Regions from separate parts of the Sus scrofa genome. Here region 2 is linked to region 1. Evidence: chromatin contacts called from public promoter capture Hi-C data. All regions are on one chromosome and are shown on one strand. Each heading gives the region's core, a stretch centred on a gene start, on an enhancer-like site or on the middle of the called end of the contact. The rest is flanking DNA. Distances are from core to core; before and after follow the strand shown.

The links. Promoter capture Hi-C pulls out the DNA fragments that hold promoters and counts their contacts.
Region 2: a contact with region 1 is called in a promoter capture Hi-C map of liver, with 4 times the contacts expected there. The contact joins the promoter of BIN3 here to the promoter of CCAR2 in region 1. A contact is called at or near these places in 1 of 5 promoter capture datasets (liver), 4 of 47 Hi-C or Micro-C datasets (alveolar macrophages, embryonic fibroblasts, liver and 1 more) and 2 of 2 datasets of contacts at active chromatin or transcription factors (alveolar macrophages and skeletal muscle).

What each region holds. Positions count from the first base shown.
Region 1 is chr14:6,857,233-6,862,948 of Sscrofa11.1, reverse strand. CCAR2 (cell cycle and apoptosis regulator 2) reads right to left here and starts at 2,897. Exons shown (of 22, transcript NM_001206340.1): 1 at 2,510-2,897; 2 at 2,120-2,215; 3 at 1,752-1,843; 4 at 1,253-1,344; 5 at 935-1,049; 6 at 641-770; 7 at 362-458. The coding sequence starts at 2,177.
Region 2 is chr14:6,924,245-6,929,960 of Sscrofa11.1, reverse strand. BIN3 (bridging integrator 3) reads left to right here and starts at 3,011. Exons shown (of 11, transcript XM_021073387.1): 1 at 3,011-3,374. The coding sequence starts at 3,268.

The sequences.
Region 1 (5,716 bases), core at 1,648-4,147:
TCAATTTTAAAAATATACTACAAGGGTACTTTTTTTGGACAATTACTATTTTCTTGATAGTTCTGACTCTTACTGTCTGACTCTTAGGGACTAGAACTAAAAGGGAAAATTCTATATGAAAAAAGTTCAATGTGATAGATATTTTGAAAGATTACACCAAATCCCCACTTGCTGAATCAGCTTATAAAGTTCCAATATTTGCATATACATCTCTATGCATCAGCCTGCGTCAGGGGGTGAAGGGACTAGGATCTAGCTGCAGAAACAATGTTAGTGTCAACAGGTGGCAAAAAAGGGGGGACATTCTCCTAGAGGCAAATAAATAAAATAAACTACCTTTCCTGCTTGATCATCCTCTTACCTTCGGCCCTGATCCAATCGTCCGTGAGGGCCCCGAGCAGGAAATCTGTTCAGGTGGCTCAGATGAAGTGTGTGGGATGTTTGGAAGAGACTCAGAGCTGCAGAAAGGAAATGGCTGGTAACTCAAAACCCTAAACATTTGCCCAAATTTCCTGTCTCTTTCTTCCAGTTCACAAAGTACCCACTTCTATTCTGAGAGCAGCAACCTAATAGTTACAAGTCCATCCATCCAGAGTACCCCATAAAGTCACACCCCCAATATCCATGCCACTGGACTCACGCTTCTGAGGAAAAAGTGGGGGAATCCGGTGAGGCTGGAAGATCAACTGGGGCTGAGCTCCCAGAATCCCTTGCTTCTGGCCTAGGGCTGCCACATGTAGAAGGGGAGGTGCTGGGGACTTCAGCAGGGGCTGCAGGGCAGGAAATTCAGGGCATCCCATGGCTGATGTGCTCCCTACCTTGGAAAGATGCAGCCCCACCCCCTTGACCAAAGTAAGGTTTCTGACCAGCTTTCAGGGCACAGAGGCTTCCCTCCCATCCCTTTCCAACTCATGTGCCAAGGAGAGATGAATACCTGGTTGGAGAGCGTTTGCACCTTGACAGCATTCCAGGGCACTGCCTGGCCTGGGTTGTATGCAGCCTTCACCAGCACCTTCTCACCCAGCTGGGGCAGCCGGCCCTTCACCACACTGCCAGCACACAAGCCAGGAGACCCAGTCAGGAGAGAAACCCTGGCCCAGCCACCCTGACTGTCTCTATGAGGACTTTCCCATCAAGATTTCTCACACCACGCATAAAAAAGCAAAGCAATGGCTTTAGAGGGGACCCACCAGCATGGTGACAGAACTAAATCCAATAAGCATTTCCGGAAGAGGACCAGCCTCAAGCCTACCTTAGCTGAAAAAAGACCTCTTCGTCCACCACCCCAAAGTAGTCGTGCAAGCTTGTAACAATACCAGTGAAGACCCGCTGCTTCTCCCCACCCTGTAAGAGATGAGGGCAGTTTAAAGGTAACAGGGAGCACCTGTCCACACTCTGCCACTAGCATCTCATCTTTATCCATCCCCACCCCAGCTCGATTAGAGTACCGCATGGAGTTTCCTATGGAAGAAAGCATACGTGAAAAACAGGCATATCTACTGCCCAAGGGGGTGGGGGGTTCATGCTGGAAGGATTTTCAGTTCTTTAATTCTAAGAAGCACCCTAAAGATTTTCCAAGAGCCAGAACCTAGGGCTCCCCAGTCAGAGGTGCCTAGTCACCTCCAGACTGCCCCAGGACAGGCGTGTCAGGAAGGATGAACACTGTGATGTCCGAATGAATGCACTGGGCAGCCATGCACTCTGGGGTAGCCCCAGGTGCTGAAACTCACTAGAGAGGATGCCCAACCTACCTGAAGATGCCTGGCATTTTGAGACAGGTCTGTGGCCACAGGAGGAGTGAGCAAACCAGGAGGAGGACCCAGAAGAGATGTTGAAGCTGCGCCTATTGTGACAGAGAAGCCATCTAGGAACAGTACCTACCATCCAAAGTACTAGAGGCAGCGAGAGGATACAGTAAACCCAGAGGGCAAAGTGGATCCAAGCAAGTTCCACCCAGGGTTTCGCTGACAACCACTCTGGTCATCTCCTATTTTCCTAAAAAATATCAGCAGCAAACTGCACTGCACCAGGGAAACCCCAAAAGCCTCATTTTAAAAGAAGACTAACTCCAAAGCCCATACTTCCCAGTATGAGGCCAGGTAGAGATAAAGGTGATCACCTGAGAAGTTGCGTCCCCCTGGAAGCGGGTTGATCCGCTGGCGCTTAAACTGGGACATTGGGAATGCTGTCCTCTTTCAGAGTCTTGGGAAAAAACCTTCAATCGGAAAAGAAATTAACAGCTCACAGAGAAAATTCCCATCTACCCCCCAAAAGGAACTAAGGGTCTTAAAGAAAGTGGCGAGATGAATACTGAGAATGAATGGAGAAGATGGATGGAGAGAATACAGAGGAGCAGGAAATGGAGAAATTACAATGTTCCAGTGTGCCCTCACAGTAACCTAGCGGTGGGTGATACTGTATTGCTCTTTCAAAAACAGGAAACTGAGGCTCGAGGGACTGAGACTTGCCCAAAGCCACATAACCAGGTAGGGACAAAACCAGGACTCACACCCAGGTCTCCGACAACTTAGCGCTCCTCTCACCATGCCACGCCACCCTCAGATGGTTGGGGAGAGTAGGGGGTTGGAAAGAGCCCCGGTGACATTCATTCATTCAAATACATCCGCCAAAAGCTCCACGCAAGGCCCGGAAAAATGGAGGAGGCTGGTGCCGGAGAGATGGTGTGGGCCCTCTCCCCGGAAGCCCGGCCCGTTGTTCCCGGACGGGTTGGTGGGAAGACAGCTCCGTGGCCCGGCCGGACGCGAATCCGGCTGCGCGCCCGCCCTCCTGCTCCCGCGCTCCCTGGCCCTCGGCTCCTGCCTCAGCAGCCTCCAGCTCCTGGTCTACCGGCCAGACAGCGACCGGCCACCGTGGGAGGACGAAGGCGCGCGGTTTCTCCTCCTCCCGCCCGCCCCCAGGGCCGAGGCCGTTGCCAGGGAGACGGGACTTGCAGTCCGAAGGGGGGCTCGGCCCCTTCTGCGCCCGGTGCATCTTCGCGGCCCGGCCCTCGCAGCCCCTCGGCCGGGGGAGAGGTGAAGGGGCAGAGGGGCGACGGAAGGCCCCCCAACCCACCTGCGGGCCAGGGCCGCGACACCGGGGGGACAAAGACACCCGGAACCACCACAGCCGCTGCTGCCGCCGCCACCGGAAGCGCCTCTCCGGAAGAGCGACCACTGGTCGGAAGCTGCCACTCTCCCGGATATGGTCCCTCCCTCCTCTCCACCGACCTCTCCCTGCCCCCACGCCGGTCTGCCATCCCGCTCCAACTGCGGAGCGGAAGTGCGCCTTCCCCCGTCGGATGCGCGTTAGGAAGGCGTGTCTCGGCGGTGTCCTCGCTTAAGTGTCCCATTAGAAAAGCAGGCTTCAGAGAATTGGTTCCTAGTCCAAAGACAGCTGGAGCTGGACAGCCCCCCTCCCCCAAAAAAACATAAGGGAACACCTACCACCCCCACATTGGCAAACCCCAAGATCGCAGCAGCAACAGAACTAGTTGACTTCCTCCTGACTGAAGGCGGAGGATCCCTAATCAGTGGCCATCTCTAGGAGAGGTTCCAGTGCCTTACCCAACCAATGGGTAAACCCCATCCCTAGCCCTACCCTTCCATTGACCAGGCACCCACACCCACACACACTTCCCATCCTCTGGGTACCTGCAGGAGACTATGCTTCCCCCCATCCTCAAATAACAAAGAGCTAGGAACCTAATCTAGTAAGATAAACATCCATGATAATTAGGTATACATTTATAAAGAGGTCTTGTGGTCATTTTCTTTAGTTCTTACATCAACCCTTGGGGAACAGGCAGGTCTGGAACTGGTGTCTTAATTCTCAGATTTGAAACCTGGGGAACTCCAATGAAATGACTTGCTCAAAGTCTTGCCATTTTAGTACCCATTAGCAATACCAGTTCCCCCTTATGCTCTTACCTTCCCATCATCCCTCCTGTTTAGCTTCCCTCCAACACCCTTTCCTAATCATTTAACATGCACGAAGCACTTTGAAACAGCTTGATCTCATATTATCCTCATAACAAGCCTGTGAGGTTGGTAGGGCAGGCATCATTATACCATTTGGGAGATTGAGAAGGTACAACTCAGAAAGGTTAGGGGTTTTGTCGAGGTCTAATGGCTAGTATTGGCCCCTGGTTTCAGCTGTGATATGGAAAGGCTAGTAAGGAGTAAAGCAGCTGAGAAGAGACCTTGAAGATTACTCTGCTGTTCTGCTTGCTGTCTTGACCCTCCCATCCCTGGCGCAGTCTTCAGGGCCAAGATTTGGCCAAGGGACTGCCCTGCTCTGTCCTGGTCTGGTGAAACAGAGCAGAACTCCATGGTCCTTTCCCACCATGTCTTCCACCTGCTTTTGTCTGTAGAAATACTTTGGCCAAAGGATAAGTTTAATCAGAGACATGAGAAAATACAGACAGAGGAAAATAAGGCCAAATAGCAATGGTTTACCCATTAAAGAAAGCCAAGGACTTTTAGTTCCTCCTCAAAGGCTATAGATAATATTCTGAGCCATATCCTTCCAGCTGTCTTTTAGATACTGAAACCCTCATTAGGTGGAAGAACTTAACTACATAACTACCAGGCCATAGCCATGACATAAGCTGCCACAATTCCAAGAACTAGCTCTTCAAAGAAATAGGAATAAACCGACCCTAGAATTGAAGATTAACTGTACTTAAGATGACGCTGGTCAGTCCACACTGCAGGACCAATTTCAGGATGACTGTCAGAGCTGACCATACTGTTTCTGCACCCAGCCCCCTCCCTCCACCTATACACCCCGGAAACTCCCCTTTAAAAGCTTTTGTCAGAAAGCTTAGGCAGTGGGTTAAGATCTCAACTGCAGCAGCTCAGTTCACTGCAGAGGTACAGGTTCAATCCCCTGGCCTGAGGCAGTGAGTTAAAGGATCTGGCACTGCCACAGCTGTGGCTTGGATTCAAGCCCTGCTCCGGGAACTTCCATAAGCCACAGGTGTAGGCATGAGGAGGGGGGAAAAAAAAATAGTCTTTCCCTGCTGGTTGTCAGTGGGGAGAGTCAACCTTCGGACATGAATCTGCCCTCCTCCCCAGTTGCTGGCCTCCAAAATAAAGCAAACTTTCCTTTCCACCAAGTTTGCATCTTTATTGACTTTAGAGCAGCTAACAACTGGACCCCACTTTCGGTGGGCCTGCCCACGCAGTATGAGAAGGCAGGACTCCAGCTCAGTAAGTGTCCGCTCAGGAATGAAGGTCAGTTCCATCCTTCTGCAGTCACTTCATCCTGGAAGACTGACTTTTTTTTTTTCCCCTCTTTTGTTCTTTTTTAGGGTCGCACCCACAGCAGATGGAGGTTCCAGGCTAGGGGTCAAATCAGAGCTGTAGCCACCGGCCTACGCCAGGGCCATAGCAACACCAGATCCAAGCCGTGTCTGCGACCTACACCACAGCTCCAGCTCACGGCAACACTGGATCCTGAACCCACTGAGTGAGGCCAGGGATTGAACCCGTAACCTCATGGTTCCTAGTCAGATTCGTTTCCCCTGCGCCATGATGGGAACTCCCGGAAGACCGACTCTTTGAGTGCATGATTCCAGAAAGATGGTTGGATCCAGTTGGATCCAGCCAGTTCACAACACTGACAGTCCCACAGATATATACATATATATCATTTTGCATAAATATACATCTGCGATATGCTGGGTGCCGATAGATCGCCGTGCCAAACACACTCC
Region 2 (5,716 bases), core at 1,762-4,261, 67 kb before region 1:
GCAGACAATGGGGCCTCGGAGCATCCAGAGGCCAGTCGTAACATGCTCAGGAAGCAAAGCCTGATGAGACAGGCTGGGGCTGGAGGGACAAACCACATAGTGACCCTGGTGCCCGGACAGCCCCCTTTGCAGTGATGGCCTTGGGGGTTGAGGGTGACTTTTCCCAGGCCTTCTCCTTCTTTTAACCCCATTTGTTCTAAGGTGATGCCATATATGCTTTTTGAGATCAGTGAACACCAGACACTGTGGATGTTTTATTTTTAAAAGAGAATCTGCAAGAGCAAAATCAAGATGAAGTACTTTGATCTTGAGAGATGTATAAATAAAACTGTTTCTTTTTCTTTACTGTTAGAGTCAGTCCAAGGCTAATTTGTCCTAATTCTTAGAATCCTTCCCACAGACCTCCGTGAGTGGCTACTAGTCGAAGGCCACTCAGAGAAGTGACTTCTTCCCAGGGTGGAGTGACACTGTCAGGGGAATGGGCTGCAGGGCTGGGCTGAGAGAACAGGACTCACAGGGCTGGCCTGTCCCTGTTGCAGCCCAGGGCCATCCCTCCCGGTTTCACTGCCTTCCCCGAGCAGACACCGAGCTCCCATCTCTGGCACCCTGGCCAACAGGCCAGACCAGGAGAGCACCTTAGCTCTCCTGCCCCAGCAGCACCACTGCAGGGGCAGAAAAGGCCACTTAGAGTAGAAAGGTGAGGCCAAAGGCCTAGATACCACCCCCTTGGGGAGGGAGAGGAAGGGAGAGTGCTGAAGCATGGGGCATGGAAACTGGGTACCATCCCCACCTACAGGGATTTCTCAACCCCAGTCTGAGCTCTGAGGCCCCCAGGCCAAGGCAGTTCCTGGCCCCACTATGGGCTGGGTACCAGCCCCACATCACAGCCGTCATGGCTCCACGGTGCTCTTCCTCATCCTTTTCAGCCACCAAACCCCACCTTGGGAGCCACATCCTCGGGGACTTCCTCTTGGTGGACTCTGGACCCACCTGGAGGAACAGGCCACCCAAAGCCAACTCAGCCCCTGGGAGCAGTGGGCCTGGTGCTCCTCCAGCTGGTTCTCTTTCCAATGGGCGCCTCCTACTGTGGGGCAAGCGATCAGGGGGCGCCCAGGTGTGGCTGAGCATCCCTTGGACTGATGCCTGGGGCAATGCCGTGGGGGGGACTGTTTTCCCTCCTGTGCACTCTCCTTCTCTCACTAGCGTCTCCTCCCTGGCTTCTGTGAGCTAATCAGGGAGCAGGAGGGGGAGGAGGGGGATGCTGCTTGCCTTCCCCGTTATCTGCAGCAATCCTCGGTGACTAATGCTCCCAGTTGGTAAAAAGGCAGTGTAATCAAAACACTTTTTTTTTAGTCCTTAAAGTTAGTCATTCTCCCAGAGTGGAGGAAAAAAAAGCCCACAGCAGGCACCATGAAATGCAAGCTGAGAGGCTCGCTCTGCGGGTGGAACTAAATCTTTGGCCATGGCAGCTCCCTATGGGTCTGAGACTGGGTCCCTCCTCCTCCTCGGGGCCCTTGGCTAGCCTTCCTCCACACTCTCATTCGTTCGTGCTTTCCTCGCTATCTGGGTTGTTTGATCCCTGAAGGACTCCCATGCCAAGTCAGGAGCTGCCCTTTCCTCTCACCCTGCCAGGTGCTGCCACCTGCTGGTCCTGAGTGTGCCAAACTGGAGGAAGTATATAAAAGCTCCCAGGCTGAGGCCCAGGGTCAGATCTCTTGTTAGGCGCCTGATCATGTGCTCACCCGCCCTCTACCCCAACCTGGCCATTCAGTGTTTGTGCATCTCCTGGATCCTTCTATCTTCTGACCCCATTTTTTTCTCAACAGAATCATAGATTGTCAGGAATCATCAACAAGAGCTGGTATTCCATAGTGGCAAAAAGGCTTAAGGGTTGGTGGGGGGGGTTGCCCATGTTGGAATCTCCATTTTGCTACTTACTGACTGTCCTTCATGCTAATAATATTATTAATAATAATAATACCTACCTACCCTGTAGCGTTGTTGTAAAGATTAAATGTGAACTGCTTAGAATAGTGCTGGCACATCATGAGTGCTCCATTAATGCATAAAAATAACAAAATAATAAAGAGGAATGTATACGATCCCATTCCCTTTATTCATCCATGGCAGACATTGCTAATCAATCACAGACTTTCCCCATCAATAGAAGATTTCCCAGAATCCTCAACAGAGCACTCCAGGCAGCCAGCAACAAGCAGTCTGAGATCTAATCAGACTCTTACTGTCAAGGAAGATGAGGCCCTGAGGAGAGAAGAGACTCCCTCAAGCCACTCGGAGGCAGAGCCAGGATCCAGACAGCTCTTCCTGGCCCTGACCTCTGCTTGCCATCCCAGCTTCTAGTTTGCCACTTCACCCTGACCTTTGACCATCCATGTGGGCTCCCCACCACTGGAAAGTCTCACTCTGAGACCCTCCATCTTCTCCCACCCTCACTCCTCTCCCATGTCCTTGGCCTATGACCGCCCAGAGAATTCTGTTGTTCTGAGGCATCTTGCTGCACAGGTGCAGAATAGGAAGAAGCAGGGAGTGAAACTATGTAGAAACCTGCTGCTTAATTTCTGCAGCAGGAGCCTCCCTGAGATACAAAGACCTTCAGGGCTACAAGGGAGCTCAGCCCATCAATTTGGCTCCTTCATACTTGGTTCCCTCAGTCTCAGCCTTGTTCTCATGAAGCCCCTAACGGCTCAGATCCATTCTAGAATCCTTACTCTTAGCTGCCTAGAGGCTGGCATGGAGAGGAGTTAGATCAGCCCTAGACCTCTGTGTGGGGAATTTGAGAGAGGGCACGTATGAAAACCTCAGAGGTGAGAGTCAATGGGAAGCACCTGATTACCAACTTCTGCATGAAAAGCTCCAGAGAGAAGTCTGTGGTCTGATGGCAGAGCTGGTTCTTCAGCTGTTTGCCCTCTAGTAAATAGCTTTGGCCACTAAAGCAGATCCCTGCCACCTGAACAGGGAAGTTTTAACTTCTAGCTCAGACTTCTGGGGAGGGAGCAGTAGTTACCGGGCTTGAAACCAGGAGCACCCAAAGCTCCTCCACTCAGAAACCGAATTTGCTCATATTCTCTCCCACTCCACCCCCAGAAGGTCAGGGTCGGCCTGAATGGTGCATTGGTCACAGAAGAGAGAGACACAGCTCCCAACCCCGGGTCTGGAGACCCTGCAGCTGAACTTTCCACAACAGTGGTTGGTGTTTGTGCTTCTTTGAGTTCAGCTCCCCCCGGGATCAATGCCACATGGCACACCATGCTCACGGAGGGAAGCTTGTGGGTCCAGAGGAGAGCAGGCTGCCTGCCCCAGCCCAGCCTCCACCCTCAGCCCATCGCACGCCAAGCTGAGCCAGTGAGCCACAGGTAAGGAAATGGGGCCCAGCTCGGAGCAGGTGCTCCCCTGACAGACTCCTGGGAGGCCAGTCTGCTTGCCAGTCTCCTCCAAGGTCCTGCTGTCTACGTGGAAGGTTTGGGGTTGAAGATGAGAAGCAGAGCCCCAGTAGGGCCTCAGGTGGAATCCTTCCCTTCCAGAAGGTACATGTTTTCCCCTTTTACTTTCTATTATTTATTTATTGAAATATAGGTGATTGACAATTGTGTTAATTTCAGCTATACAGCAAAATGATTCAGTTTTACTTAGAAATTCTTTTTTAAAAATTCTTTTCCGAAGTTCCCGTCGTGGCACAGTGGTTAACGAATCCGACTAGGAACCATGAGGTTGTGGGTTCGATCCTGGCTCATCAGCGGTTGAAGATCATGGTGTGCGTGAGCGTGGTAGGTCGAAGACAGCTTGGATCTGGTTGCTGTGGCTGTGGTGTAGACAGCGCTACAGCTCCATTAGATAACCTGTGAACGCATATCACAGAACGCCTAAAAAAAAAAAATAAAAAATAAAAAAAAGCATAAAAAAAAAAAAATTCTTTTCCATCATGGTTTATCACAGAACACTGAATAGAGTTTCCTGTGCTATATAGTAGGAGCCTATTTTTTTGTTTGTTTTGTTTTTGTTTTTTGTCTTTTTGCCTTTTCTATGGCCGCACCCGTGGCATGTGGAGGTTCCCAGGCTAGGGGTCTAATCAGAGTTGTAGCTGCCAGCCTACGCCAGAGCCACAGCAACGCAGGATCCGAGCCGCATCTGCAACCTACACCACAGCTCACAGCAACGCCAGATCCTTAACCCACTGAGCGAGGCCAGGGATTGAACCCGCAACCTCATGGTTACTAGTCAGATTCGTTAACCACTGCAGCACGATGGGAACACCAAGTTTATCCACTCTGTGTATCTGCTAATCCCAAACTCCCACTCCATCCCTCTCCCATCTCCCCAAAGTATACGTTTGGCTTCATCCCAAGGTAGCAATGCTTCCTCCCACCTGCTCACCTCTCTGGTCTTGCCTCTCTGTTCAGACCCCATCTCACTTGCCTTCCCCACTCTCCTGTTTCCTGAGGGCTTCTGGAGTCAGTAGTTAACTTGGAATCTCAAAATACTGGCAACTTTGGTACTTGGTGATGTGATCCATCCTCTAGATGAAGAGACCAAGGCCCAGAGAGATGTGACGTGTCTGAGGTCAACTGTAGGATCAAAGAACAAGAGCCCAGGACTCCTCCAGATTTTTTTTTTTTTTTTTTTTTTTTGGCTGCACTCAAAGCACATGGAAGTTTCCGGGGCAGGAACTGAATCCAAGCCACAGCCATAGCATATGCTACAGCTGCAGCAACGCAAGATCCTTAACCCACTGCACCAGGCTGGAGATTGAATCCATGCCTCCTCAGCAACCTGAGCTGCTGCAGAGACAACGCCACTCCCCAAATTCCTAGTCCAGAACTCATCATTCTTGGCCAGCAGGATGTGGTTTCCTGAAACAGAACTCCCCTGGGATATGGCGGTTGCCTAGGCTAATATGTGGACATTCTTTAGCACTCTGGGGCAATAACAAGGAGAGAGAGGATGGGGAAAAGAGGAAGCAGGTGGGGGAGCCATCCACAGGTGCTGAAATTCCAGGAGGCTCATAAACACACAGCATCCTCCGTCCATCCACCATACCCTGTGCAAAGCAGCAAGGACTGTCCCTCCCCTGCCCACTCTTGGGTGACTTCTCTGTCTCCTCTTTACTCTTCAAGGCTGCTTTACTGCTCACTTTGGTCTGTTTCCTGAGGGATGACATGGTGATGAAGCTGATCTGTGTGATGAGCTTGGGGGCCCATCCTCCAATGGAAAATCTCTATTGAGTCACACTCTAGGCCCCCAGGAATGGGAACAGAAAATATAAATGAAAGACTACCTCCTGTGGACCATCTTCTGAGTCCCCGTTTCCCACAAGCCAAGCCCCTCCACCCTGCCCTGGGTGGGCAGAACAAAGCATCCAGGTCTTGTGTTCTAATTCATTGGCTTAGCTACTCGCCAAGCGGCCCCTAAAACACTAGAGCCCCTTTGAAGGGGGAGAATTCCGAGAGAGAAGGCCTTTGGGGACCCAGCAGTTACCCACCCAGCCTCACTGCCTGCCACTCTCTAAGGCAGGGAGGTTTAGGGGGGTGAAGAGGCTAACGTGGTCCAGACCAGCTTAGGAGGGACTTTGGAAGACCCAAGGCAAGTGAGCTACTTGCCTGGAACTCAGTCCTCTTCTCAGCCGCGATAGGTACCCTCTGCCTGGACCCTCCCCGGCCTTCCCCTCAGACTCACCTGGCACAAGCCTGATTTGCCTTCA